Linked DNA regions of Mus musculus: region 1 is linked to region 2. A link is a contact called in public Hi-C data. All regions are on one chromosome and are shown on one strand. Each heading gives the region's core, a stretch centred on a gene start, on an enhancer-like site or on the middle of the called end of the contact. The rest is flanking DNA. Distances are from core to core; before and after follow the strand shown. Region 1 has its middle 17 kb from the start of 9330102E08Rik. Region 2 has its middle 35 kb from the start of Gm52879.

What was found. A called contact is a pair of places that touch in the nucleus more often than the background predicts.
Region 1: a Hi-C map of uterus shows a contact between it and region 2, with 1.9 times the contacts expected there. The contact joins two enhancer-like sites. A contact is called at or near these places in 1 of 39 promoter capture datasets (second pharyngeal arch cranial neural crest), 13 of 484 Hi-C or Micro-C datasets (B cells, LSK cells, Sertoli cells and 6 more), 5 of 115 datasets of contacts at active chromatin or transcription factors (embryonic stem cells, extraembryonic endoderm stem cells and pancreatic cancer cells) and 3 of 9 other capture datasets (liver, macrophages and pancreatic islet).

Annotation. Positions count from the first base shown.
Region 1 is chr6:128,197,270-128,204,092 of GRCm38.p6, reverse strand. It overlaps the pseudogene Gm4691. Among named protein-coding and RNA genes, the nearest start is that of 9330102E08Rik, 17 kb to the right of the region's middle. Within about 2 kb of position 3,347, at least 319 of the 459 cell types and tissues checked have an H3K27ac peak or open chromatin away from gene starts, as enhancers often do. A contact at or near this core is called in embryonic stem cells, extraembryonic endoderm stem cells and uterus, where this site is marked.
Region 2 is chr6:128,133,144-128,140,022 of GRCm38.p6, reverse strand. It overlaps a transcript of Tspan9 not described here. Among named protein-coding and RNA genes, the nearest start is that of Gm52879, 35 kb to the right of the region's middle. Within about 2 kb of position 4,277, at least 74 of the 459 cell types and tissues checked have an H3K27ac peak or open chromatin away from gene starts, as enhancers often do. A contact at or near this core is called in embryonic stem cells, extraembryonic endoderm stem cells and uterus, where this site is marked.

The sequences.
Region 1 (6,823 bases), core at 2,098-4,597, 65 kb before region 2:
ACACTTCCTAATAGTGCTCCTTACTCCCTACGAGCCTATGGGTCCCATTTTCTTTCAAATCAATGCTCATTAATCCTCTCTTTTCTTTCTTTCTCTCTCTTTCTTTCTTTCTTTCTTTCTTTCTTTCTTTCTTTCTTTCTTTCTTTCTTTCTTTCTTTCTTTGATACAGGGTCTATGTACTCCAGGTTGTACTGAAACTTGCTATGTAGCCCAGGCTGGCCTCAAACTCATAGAAATCCCTTTACCTTTGCCTCATGTGTGCTAGGATTAAAGGTGAACTCTAACATGCCCAATGATGCAACATTCTTAATGGACCAGTCAGGCCTGAAACACCCACATTTGACACAATGGAAAAAAGGGATTACTGTTCTAGTTATTATTAACTGTGAAGTCGACACTGCCTAGAGGTGTCAAAAAAAAGAAAGAAAAAGAAAAGAAAAGAAGGTCTCAACTGAGTAATGAGCTGTATAAAGTTGGCCTGTGAGCAGGTATATGAGAGCTTGTCCTCATTATCTTAATTGATACAGAAGAGCTCAGCCCATTGTGGGTGGCAACATCCCTGGGCTGAACAAGGAAGCTAGATGAGCATGGCTGGAACATCTTTCCTCCCTGGGCCTTCCCTCCAGGTTCCTTCATGCCCTGACTTCATTCAAAGATGGTTGTGATCTAGACATATAAGCTAAACACACCTATTCTTCCCTAGGCTGATGTTGGTCAGAGTGTTTTTATCACAGCAACAGAAAGGAAACTAGGACATGTATGTTTAAGGAGAAGTTAGAATAAGGCGGCTCTCTGCTCCTCCCTGTTCCAGAGACAGCCGCATCTTCTTGTGCAGTGCCAGCTTCGTCCCGTAGACAAAATGGTGAAGGTCGGTGTGAACGGATTTGGCCGTATTGGGCGCCTGGTCACCAGGGCTGCCATCTGCAGTGGCAAAGTGGAGATTGTTGCCATCAACGACCCCTTCATTGACCTCAACTACATGGTCTACATGTTCCAGTATGACTCCACTCACGGCAAATTCAATGGCACAGTCAAGGCCGAGAATGGGAAGCTTGTCATCAACGGGAAGCCCATCACCATCTTCCAGGAGCGAGACCCCACTAACATCAAATGGGGTGAGGCCGGTGCTGAGTATGTCGTGGAGTCTACTGGTGTCTTCACCACCATGGAGAAGGCCGGGGCCCACTTGAAGGGTGGAGCCAAAAGGGTCATCATCTCCGCCCCTTCTGCCGATGACCCCATGTTTGTGATGGGTGTGAACCACGAGAAATATGACAACTCACTCAAGATTGTCAGCAATGCATCCTGCACCACCAACTGCTTAGCCCCCCTGGCCAAGGTCATCCATGACAACTTTGGCATTGTGGAAGGGCTCATGACCACGGTCCATGCCATCACTGCCACCCAGAAGACTGTGGATGGCCCCTCTGGAAAGCTGTGGCGTGATGGTCGTGGGGCTGCTCAGAACATCATCCCTGCAATCCACTGGTGCTGCCAAGGCTGTGGGCAAGGTCATCCCAGAGCTGAACGGGAAGCTCACTGGCATGGCCTTCCGTGTTCCTACCCCCAATGTGTCCGTTGTGGATCTGACGTGCCGCCTGGAGAAACCTGTATGTATGGGGAGAGCTGGGCTTGTCTCTGGTGTGACAGTGACTTGGGACAAGGATAGTCATCTTGGGGTTTGTTCTTATCAGGCCAAGTATGATGACATCAAGTAGGTGGTGAAGCAGGCATCTGAGGGCCCACTGAAAGGCATCTTGGGCTACACTGAGGACCAGGTTGTCTCCTGCGACTTCAACAGCAACTCCCACTCTTCCACCTTCGATGCCGGGGCTGGCATTGCTCTCAATGACAACTTTGTCAAGCTCATTTCCTGGTATGACAATGAATACGGCTACAGCAACAGGGTGGTGGACCTCATGGCCTACATGGCCTCCAAGGAGTAAGAAACCCTGGACCACCCACCCCAGCAAGGACACTGAGCAAGAGAGAGGCCCTATCCCAACTCGGCCCCCAACACTGAGCATCTCCCTCACAATTTCCATCTCAGACCCCATAATAACAGGAGGGGCCTAGGGAGCCCTCCCTACTCTCTTGAATACCATCAATAAAGTTCGCTGCACCCCCCAAAAAAAAAAAGAATAAGGCGAAAGTGAAATAGGTTATTAGGTTTCTTTGCACGTTCAAAAAGATAGAACTGACTTACTCTCTCTTTGAAATAATTCTTCCATACCAACTACATTATATAGCATATATTTAAACATATCCAGATAAACAATATCGAGGTTCAAAAACAAGTTTTCAAGTACATCTGTTTTTCTTCAGAGCTGGGACTGAATCCAGGACCTCACTGATGGGGAGCCAGCACTCTGCCAACCTACAATACCAGTAACCACAAAAAACCTTCCAATCACGAAAATGAAAAGATAAAAACAAAATATCAATTCTAGTGGAGGGTAAAGCACGCACTTCAAAGCAGAACATGATTATGATCAGCTGCTTCTAGCTGGTAATCTTCAAAGTAAAAACTTTGGCCCAACAAATCTTTGAGTCTCACTTTCACCTAGCTAGGGCACAGCGCGCCCCCTACTGGGAGTTCCTGACTGAATTAAAAAGCTCACTTTTAATATATACTTGAGGAGTTTAACACCAATGTTTGAAACTTTAAGGGATTTTACAACTCATCGTCGTACAGTTATTTGTTTCTTGTGCCCATAAAGTTCATTTTCAACATTTTCCATCAGAACCATCCTAGCCTCGCAACAAACGTCAGGGCTCTCATATCTCTCTGCTTTTCCACTACCTCTCCCATGATGCCTTCCATTCCCTCCCACCCTAGGTGAGTCTCGACCTGGATGCTGAGAATAAAACCCAGGTCCTCTGCAAGGTTCTTTTAACCACGGAGTCAACTCTCCATCCACCTCCCACACTAGGACCCGCACCTTCCAAATCCCACTGAGGGACTTCAACTATGACCCCCTGAGCCCCCGCGAGTTTCCGTAGCTCGGCTGGGTGGGTGGGAATGTGGTGTGCTCCGGAGGTATAGATCGCTTTGGTCTGCGCCTGCCCGGAGGAGTCGGGAAACAGCAGCCACAGCTCCTACCTTCCCAGCCATGGTCTAGAACGACTAGCTTGGGCACTGGCCACAGACAGAGTCTGGCAGTTCTAAACTCCACCCCAAGCTGACCACTGAATCCCTGGGCTCTGCCTCTCACACTTTGTTAAGTTTATCCTTCAGTTATTGCACCACTCTCGAGCAACAAGCACCGCCCACAGACTGGTGCCTCAGGCCCGGGCTCCGCCTCTTGCCTGCCTACGTTCCGCCCTCGTCCTGTTGCTCCCCACCGGGCTCCGCCTCTCGCGCACCAAGCCCCGCCCTCAGTCTATTTCTCCACATCCGGGCTCTGCCCTCTGGACCCCTGAGCTCCGCCCTCAGCCGCTGGCGTCACACCGAGGCCCCGCCTCCCACGTGCCAGCGCTCCTCTCCCAGCGCTCACCGGTCCTTCCAGCAGTCCTCAGGTTGCACGCGACCGGCAGTGAGCTTCCACTGGGTAGGGGTGGGAAGCCGGTGGCTCCGGGCAGCGGTGATAACCCAGCAAGGAAGCAGAGTCGCATTTCGGAGCGTCCACTCGTAACGCGGCCTCTCGCACACGGAGCTCGTAGTCCAGGGGAGAGGAGGCCAGGGCGGCCCTGGAGAGGTTGTAGGTGCAGCGGATCGGCCGTAGAGACCCCGTCGGACTCAGGAAGGCACTGTCAGCCGCTCGGAGCGGAACCCCTTTCCCAGACAGTAGAGTCACCCCTCCCCCTCCGGGGACCGTTACTGGTCGCCTCCTGAAGGATCAATCTGGGATTGTCCGCTAAAGTGGCCTTAGGCACCGTTAGTCTAGGGCTCGCTGGCTTGTGGCCTCAGAAGGTAATGCTCTGGGGTACCACTTTTATGTAGGGATTGTGCCCGGGGCTGGGGCATGGGCGGGAGCTAACGTCCACAGGCAGTGCCAGCAATATGCCAAATGCACCAAGCACCAAGGCAAAGCCACAAGGCTGTAGATGTCTTCTTTCAGGCAACCCAGTTTTGTGCTAAACCTCAATAGACTTTCTTTTGTCAGGACCATGGCAAAGAGTGGAACACCAGCTATTCAGGATGTAGATGAAAGTCGCTCCCCAAAACTAAGAGTGGTGTGAATTATATTTAGTCCCTGCCTCCAAGGGTTTATTAAGATAATTTAAAATGCCTTTGAGATGACAAAAGTTAAGACTCATCATTTTACTTAGATTTGCCTCCTATGGTTATAATTTTAGGCTCCTTCATAAATCCTACTAACATTTTACTATATATTATTTTTTCATTCATCAATTTCATTTCATCCTCCATTCCCTTCAGTACCACAACAGGACTACTTAATCCTTAGAGGATGTACAGCCAAACAAGGTGACTAGCCATCGGCCAGGAGAGCTTATTAAAAGATTTCATTTCTTGGGCATCCAGGTAACTTATCCACAAAAACTCATTGGTTTTTTAAAAAAAATTATTTATGTGTTTTGGTGTTATGACATATATATGTATGTATGAACCCTTGGAACCCTGAAACAGGAGTTACAGACATGAGCTGCCATGTGGGTGATGGGAATTGAACCCAGGTCCTCTGGAAGAAAAGCCAGTGTTCTTGAGTCATCCTGTTCTGGGATTATTTTTCAAGACATTTCTCATCTGTGCCTTAAAGACTAATAGAACTGTAACTTTTAAGTGTATCTTAAAGGGCATTTTTTTTTTCCTGGAAGAAAGGTTTATTGCATAAGGAAATCAATAGTGTGAAGGTAATTAAAATATTTTTAATTTATGCAAAAGTGTTTCATCTGTATGAAAGTTTTTGTTTGCTGCATCGTAGTAGTCAAGAAGTTCTGGAGAATTTCAGATTTTCAAGATTAGGGACATTTAATCATTTGTTTTTTTTTTAATTTTTTGTTTTCTTTGGAAAGTTTTGGTAGGTTTACTTTCTATTACTTCCACATCTAGGGGGTGGGGTGTGTGTCTCAATATATTGCCTGTACCTGTCTCTAACTCCAAGGCACAAGCAATTCTCCTGCCCAATCATATGCTGGAATTACAGGATTGTGACTTCATAACCTTCTACCTATATTTTGATAAGACATTGGATTTACAGTTTGATAGTGACATGGGATAAGAATTTGGGGACTGTCAAAAAATATATATGAGAACTTAGAAGCCTGGAGAGCAGAGTGTTATGGATTGAATTAGGTTCCTTAAAAACTTATATGTTAGCCTGGTACAGTGCCATATATATCTATAATTCCAGCACTTGCAAGATAGAGGTATGAGAATGACAAATTCAAGGCCATTCTTGCATATATATATATATATATATATATATATATATATATATATATATAGAGAGAGAGAGAGAGAGAGAGAGAAAGAGAGATGGATATAGTGAGTTTGAGGCCTGGCTTGGCTATATGAAACCTTGTTTTATATATATATATACATATATATGTATATATACACATATACATATATATATATATATACACACACACATATATATGTATCAAGAAAAATCCCCAATGATATCATATGGTTGCCCTCCCAGACTAATATAACCATTGTCAAGAAAGTAAAATGGCCCAGGTACAGGGTGTATGTCTGTCATCCCAGAACTCAGTACAGCAGGACAAGAGCCTGGGTTACATAATGGCACTACCTGAAGAAGCAAATGGAAAGACAATACAGAGGGCTGGAGAGATGGCTCCATGGTTCAGAGCTCTTATTATGCCAGGCATGGTATCAACCTTCTTTAACCCTAGTACTCAGGACACAGAGTCAGGCTGATCTCTGTGCGTCCAAGGCCAGTATGTAGAGGGACTTTTTTAACTCCCCCCCCTAAACAACAACAACAACAAGCAGCTCTTGTTGCTTTTGCAGAAGACCTTGGTCCCCAGCACCAAAATGGTAGTTTACAACCTCTTATAACTACAGACGAAGGGGATCTAATCCCTCTTCTGACCTCCATGTGCACCACCACACCTGTGAAATCACATAGATACATGCTGGCAAAACACTTGTACACATTAAATCTTTAAAAGGTTTTCTTTTTTAACGATAATACAGATTGGGAAAACAATTTGCAAGCTCTGTCTCTTACAGTCTGTCTTGAATATATGAATAACTCTAAACTCAACAAAAGACAGCCCTATTTAAAAATGAGAAGCGATGCTAGGCAAGTGGCTAAAGTCTGTATTTCTGGCTACTAGGGAAGTTGAGGCAGGAAGATCACAAGTTCAAGACCTGCCTCAGCAACTTAGTGAGACCCTGTCTCAAATTTTAAAAAGGAAAATGAGGACAGAGGGTATAGCTCTAGTAGAACACTGAGCACAGAGAGAGAGAGAGAGAGAGAGAGAGAGAGAGAGAGAGAGAGAGAGAGAGAGAGAGAGAGACAGAGACAGAGAGAGAGACAGAGAGAGAGACAGAGAGAGAGACAGAGAGAGAGAGAGGAAAGGATGAGAGGAAGGAGTTGAAGAGATCTTTCTTTTTATTTGCTTTTTTTATTGGATTTTTTAAATTTACATTTCAAATGTTTTCTCCTTTCCAGGTCTCCCCTTCAGAAACCCCCTATCCCATACCTCCCTTCCCCTGCCTCTATGAGGATGCTCATACACCTACCCACCCACCCACTCCTCTCTTCCCTCCCTGGCCTACACTGGAGCATAGAACACCCTCAGGCCCAAAGGCCTCTCCTCCCACTGATGTTCAACAAGGCTACCCTTGCCACATATGCGGCCAGCACCATGAGTCCCTTCATGTGTA
Region 2 (6,879 bases), core at 3,028-5,527:
TGTGATCTTTCTACCCCTGCTTCCAGAGTCCTGGGATTACATGCATTTACCAACATGCCTTGCATCCTTATTAAATTTTTGTGCTATCTTCTGATGATATAGAAATAAATAAAAATGATCGAAGTTGCTAGGCATGATGCATATAATCCCAGCACTCTGAGGCTGAGGCAGGAGGATCGGAAGGTTAAGGCCATCCTTAGCTACCTCCTGAATTTGAAGCCAGCTGGGCTGAATGAGACCCTGTCAAAAAGAACAAAAACACACCAAAAGCGGGTTCTTGTTTTCCTTGGACATATGATTCAGTCAAGAAGTTAGGATGGGGTTCACAAAAATCACAGTTTAAAGTATAAAGTGAGATAGGGGGCTGTCTGCCATAGTTCCAGGTATTTGGGAGGCTGAGGCCAATTCTGGACAGCATGGTTGGTGAGTCCTTCTGAGAGCAGAATGTTGTGGGAAATCTAAGTTTCAGTAGTCACCCTGATTGAGGAGGTATACTTCAGGCAGCTGGAGGGGAGACACCAACTTCAAAGGGGCCTGGTTTCATGGGAGAAGGGAGGAGCAGCCTGAGGACAGATGAGAGACAGCTCTGAAGGGCCAATGAAGACACCAGGCAGGTGGATGAGGTACACTGTAGCTGGCTCCAGTTGTCCAGCCAGGGATGAATTCCATCCATCTCTCCCTCCATGAGAAATGGAGTGCCTGCTATGTGCAGGCATGGGTTGGCGAGCCTTGGGAGGTCCTGGGATACTTGTGGTTTTGGCATGAGGGTCACAGAAGCAGGTCTGGGCTCAAGGAAGTGATTGATGGATGGAAACCATGGTGAGTGGCTGGGACCTGCCAGGAGTGGTAAAGACCTAGAGAGACTTTAGGAGCAAGACCACCTGTGGGGGCTGGGGTGTGGCCGGGTGGTAGAACACATCTCTAGCATGTGTGAGGCCCTTGGTTCCATCCTTACCATTACAAAACAAACAAACCCCAACCAACCAACCAACCAACCAACCAAATAACAAACAAACAAACAAACAAACACACCAAAAACCAAACCAAACCAAAATGGATGTGAATTTGTCACTGGTGAGGAGCCAGCCAGCCAGTTCCAGGCTGTAGTCCTCATCAGCTCAAGGAGATTCCCTGATCCTTTAGGAACCTCAGCTCAGGCCAAACCAGGGGTTGTGGCTTCAGCATAGAGAAGAATTTCAGGACTGAGCAGTATGAAGCAGAATTGGAGATTTTATGGAAGGTATTTTAATATAGACTAAAAGCACAGGGGTGAGCAGGGAGAGAGGTGCTTAGAGAGAAAGCCACTGAGTATGTGCTCATCAGAGGAGATTGTGGGAATGGGCTTTTCAGAGAGTATCATGGTTAGTTATCTTAGCATTAGCCATATGTGCAATTTTGATGGCTGTCAATTTATATTTTAAAAGCTTGCTTAGATCCCCCTTACCCCCATTTAAATTAGAAAGAATTAAAGTAAAACATTAGTTTATTTTGTTTATGTTTATGGATGTGGGCATGTGTATATCTCTGAGTGTGAAGTCAGAGGACAGCTAGGGGAGTCCACTCGCTACTTGTGTCATATGGGTTCCTGGGGATTGAACTCAGGTCATCAGGACCTTATCCTCAACCGTCTCCCTAGCCCTTCTGTCTGTCCTGATGTGAGGTTATAGGGTGGCTCTGGGGAAGCCTCGGATGGAATGATAATAAGATCGGGTAAAATCAAGAGCCAGCAAAGTTGCACAAGGAGTTTAATTAGTACATGTCCTTTCCCTGCAAATAAGCTTTCTGGTCAGGTTCCTAGAAACTTGCAGACACATCTGGGGCTAGGGAAAGCCTCAAGCAGTTGTCACCGGCTCTGAAACTTGCTTCTCTGCTATGAGAGGTTTGAATCAGAATCTTGGTGAGGGGCTGCTCTCCCTTCTCATGTCCCTGTGATTTTCTCTGTCTTTCTGTCTTGCCTAACATTGCTTGGCAGGAGCTTGGAGAGATGGCGTAACTGTTGAGTGCTTGCTACTCCTCCAGAGGATCTCTTTCTGGTTTCTAGCTCCAGTACCCACATCAGGTGGCTGACAGCACCAGAGGATCCAGCATCCTCTTCTGGCCTCTGCGCGCACACACACACACACACACACACACACACACACACATACACACACACATACACACACACACACACACACATATACACACACCACATATACATACCACACACACACACACACATACACACCACACACACGCCACACACACACACACACACACACCACACGACACAATATACACACACCACACACACACACACATCACACACTATATTACTACACACATCCACATACACCACACACCACATACACCACATACCACACACTACACACACCACAACATACACATCACACACACACACACACACAAACACACACACAGAAACACACACACACCTTCCCATAAAGACAAACATATGTAAATATATGCATAAACCTTAAAAAGAGTTGATCGGATTGGGTCATGAAAGAAGCATGCCTGAGAATTGGCACTGGATCTGAGTGAGGTCTGATTGCTACACTGTTTCCAAAGGGTTTCATTTTTCTGACTAGTTTCTGAGTATCTTTAGGATGTGGCTTCCCATAGCCTCTGATATCCCAGTTGTATTCACTACTTAGAGGCAAACACCAGGCTCAGAGTCGCTCCTTGACATTCACAAGAAGTGATCCTTGTGTCTTCTGGAATCCCAACTTTGCACTCACAGCAATATCTGTACACCGGCCCAGTCTTCTCCGGGGGTCATGTTTCCGTGGGGAGTCAGATGTTTCCTGTGTCTGTCCTCATGTCCCAAGTTGACTGTCGGTAATGTCTGCTGCAGTTTCTCTTTCTCTCCTCGACTCTCTTCTAGCCAAGTTGTAACTGCTCCACTAGAGTTGCTGTGGGTATGGAAGACATGGGAACAGTACAGTTCCTTCCTACCAGCCCTATGGTAGAAGGAAACCAAAAACGTACACCTCAGGAAAGTTACAGACTCTTATATGTTGGTGAAAATTGTAAATACTAAATCATTGGATTTAGTCTTTAGTCTACCAGTCTACCCTGAGGATGTAAATATATAACATGGATATTGTTACCTATAAAACTGCCCGGAGCAGACATTACTAATCAATTACATCTGCCTTTCCTGCTGAGCTAGGGCTTGGGTTGTGCTCATAATCCTTTAGGCACCCACCACCAGCTAAGTGGAGTTGGCACCACAGCTGGAACCCATTTGCCATTTCTGGCCTTTGCCAGTTGTTGAATGAGTGGGTAGGAGACGGCTGCCCTCTAGAGTGGCCATTGCTGCCCAGAATTGGCCCTGGTGTGGCTCCACAGTGAAGCAATGATTTAAGTTTGCATTTTCGTGTGGGAGCATCCCAGAGCCAAGCTGCTTGCAAGAAATTCAAGGAAACCAGGTCTGTGTCAGTCTGGTCCATCTTGTGCTAAGACCTCCTTTTCTCATCAGCCTGTCTGAGGTCAGCTTTGAACATTTATTGGTTTGTGTGCGTGTGCTTGTGTGTGTGTGTGTGTGTGTGTGTGTGTGTGTGCCACAGCACAGGTCTGGAGGTTGGAGGGCACCTCTTCGGAAGTCACTTCTCTTCTTCCTCCTTGTTTTGAGGCAGTGTCTCTGTGTCTGCTGCTGCACAGCTGAGACAACCTTCCAGCTGGGATGACAGGAAGTCCTGCCTTCACTCTTTGCTTGAGTTCTGGGGGCTGAAATCAGGTTGTCAATGCTTTCCTGGCAAGCACTTTTTACCTGTGAGCCATCGCCCTACACACCTCACCTCCATACCTCTGCCAAGGCCAGAGTTTCACTGCTTTACTGGGACTGGCCTAGAACTTGCTATGCAACTAAGGCCTTGAGTTCACAGTCTTTCTGCCTCAGCCTCACACATACTGGGATTGCAGGTGCAAAGTCAAGGTGTTCTGTAACTGTGGTCTGGGGCTAAATTGGGAGACTGACTGACTGTGCTCTTCTCTTTAAATTGGATTTTGCGGTCAGGAGAGGGTGGTTTGGAGGAAGCAGGAGGAACCAGTAGTTCCTAGCTTCCTGACTTCCCCAATAGGCTAGGGAGCCTGTTGGAAGGGCTTCCCACAGGCAGGCAGGCAGGCTAGAAAGAAGCTATGGGAACCTCGTAGACCTTGGTGCTGCCGTTCCAGCACCAGGAGTGCCCACTGCTGCTCCTCCAGGCTCCTGGATCCTGCTGGTGGAGTGTCTTTGTTCCCATGACTCACTCACATTCAGGGCCCTGCTGAGCTTGCTGTCCAGAAGCTGCTAGCAGGACTGGATGCTGCTGATTCAGGTTCCCTGTGGGAGCTGCTCGCAGACCTGGGCCATGAACAGTTTTAATTTATGCACGTTTTATCCCGTGGCTTCTCCCTGCTAGGTGACTTGTAAATCTCTTACCTTCTGTGAACCCTGAAGCGTGGTTGGTGGAGGAAGGAGTAAGGGCTTTGATGGTACATGTCTGGTGGCTTATTTCTGCCAAAAGAGTCCCTGCCTGTGAGTCCTGGCAAAGACTGTTGAGTGGCCCAAGAGCATCTTGTCCTGGCAGGTTTTGCACATTGACAGTTAGATTGTCTGCGTTTGTAATTTGTCAGCATTTAACCCCCAGGTTTTGGGTTTTTACGTGTATCCGCCATGAATTTAATGTGGTTCTGTTAAACAGTGGCTTAAATCTCATTTTAAAATATGAGGTTAACATAGGTTAATATTCATAACAGTCCTAAGAGGTAGTGTCTTACAGGAACAGTGGTTAAGGCTGAGGTTCTGCTTTTCGTGGGGTGTGGAATAGGGAACAGCCCAGGTCCTCTCTCTGCCTTGCCTTCTGCTGACCTAGGCAATTTCTTATCCACCCCTGGGACTAGCCTGCACGACTCACGGGAAGGATTGACCAAACCAAAAACCAGGAGATCTCATGTGTTTTGGGAGTGGGGTGGGCTAGCTCTGGCTGACTTGGAACTCCCTATGTAGACCAGGCTGGCCTTGAACTAACAGAGATCTAGCAGCCTCTGCTATCTGAATGTTGGGATTAAAGGTGTGTGCTCTCATTTTTAAGTGTTTTTCCTTCTTTCCTGGGCCTATATCCGTGTGGGTACCTGCTCTTAAAGACTTAGGGACAAAGGATGGTTTAACTGGGCACAGCCCCATCCCAGACCCTGTTGTCTGTGTTCCTGCTGGGCCTCACAGGCTGCACGTGGAAGGGATCTTCCCAGGGGGCCTGCGTCACCCCGGGCAGACAGACAGCTCCTGACATCATGCCTTTCCCAGCCAGGTGACTTGGGCTTCCTCTTGCACATCTGTGTTGACACCCTGAGTGAGAGACTCCATGAAGGACTTAGCAGACAGGAAGTTTGTCCTGACTGATGGGCTGCAGCCTCTGGGGCTTCGGTTTTGCCATTTCTTGTCATGCTTGTGAGAGTCTGGAATGATGTCCGACTTGGTGGAGGGGTCAGATTCTGGCTCCTGCCTTTCATTGCAGGTGACCTTTGTAAGGTCATTGCTCTCTTCAGGCTAGGGGACTGGGTCCCTCTGGTTCCCTTCCAGACCCAGGCCTTCCTAACTCCTCTCCTCTAAGGCTCTCTTTGCTGCTGGCCTAAAGGGGGGTGGAGGAGGGAGGGACGAAAGTTAATGAGTAACTTCAGCTCTGACTTCTGATGGAGGACAGGGATTGTTTAGAGAGACAGCTGCCTGTCTGAGGTGGCCTGTTCCGCAGCCTCCCTTCTGGCCTGTCCCTTCCCTTCCCTTCTCATGGACCTTATATTTGGGCTCCCCTCTGCTTTCACTGTACTGCTAATTTCTTCCTTTTTCTTTTACAATTCTGCTCTGGGAATGAGACTCAGGGTTTCACGTGTGCCAGGAAAGCTCTCTAACCAGTCACAGCCCAGCTTCTGATCAGCAGCCTTTATTTGCAGGGTGGCTGCAACAGAGGCCCTGTGGCTGCTGGCTTCAGCCTTACAGCTCTAGCTTCAGTTGGAGCCACAGCCAGCGAGGCAAGAACACCACCAGCCTCCGAGAACTTTGGCTTCTAAACCAACACAACCCAAAAAGCCAGGCGGAACTGGGCTGGGCTGTGAGAACGGGAAGAACGCGCAGGAGCGTCTTTTGGCCACATGAGCCTCACATCCTGAGAGCTCAGTTTGTACTCCAGGGCCAAATGTAGCATTTTACTTTTTCTGACCCATCCCTTGGTGAACATTGTGTGCGCTTTGACCTTGCCACACCCTTCCATCCTGTTTCCCCTCTTGCAGTGGGGTATCTGGAAGTGACTTTCTGAACCTTGTAACTGTCTCTGCTCACAGAGCCAATATTTGCTGAACCGTTTGCTCTTGTGTGTGACGCAGGTAGAGAATAGCCAGGAGACCTTGAAGGGACAGGAAGCCCCTAGATGTTTCTGGGACACCTTGACTTGTTGGGGAGACCTAACTGTCCCTGCAGGATCTCTGAAGGGCCCACGATCTCTGGGCAGTATTTTGTTTGGTTTTGGTTTGGTAACTTAGAGCAACTTTGTGCAGATTTGAAAAAAAAAAAAAATGGCGATTCTCAAGCCGGGTGTGGTGACAGGCACTTTTAATGCCTTAAATTAATGAAGAGGTAGATGGACTTCTGTGAGTTCAAGGACACTGTAGTCTAAATAGCAAGTTCCAGGCCAGCCAACGTACACAAGGAGACCTTGCTTCAAAAAAAAAAAACAAAAAAAAAAAAAAAACAAAACAGAAACAAAAACCATAGAAAGAAAATGGCCATTTCTTAGATTAAAAAGAAAACCTGAAACACACACACACCCCTTTCAGGAGCTCTGGTGGGTAAGTGGTCTGTGTTGTGAGTGCACTGTCTCCTATCATGGAGTACGTATACAC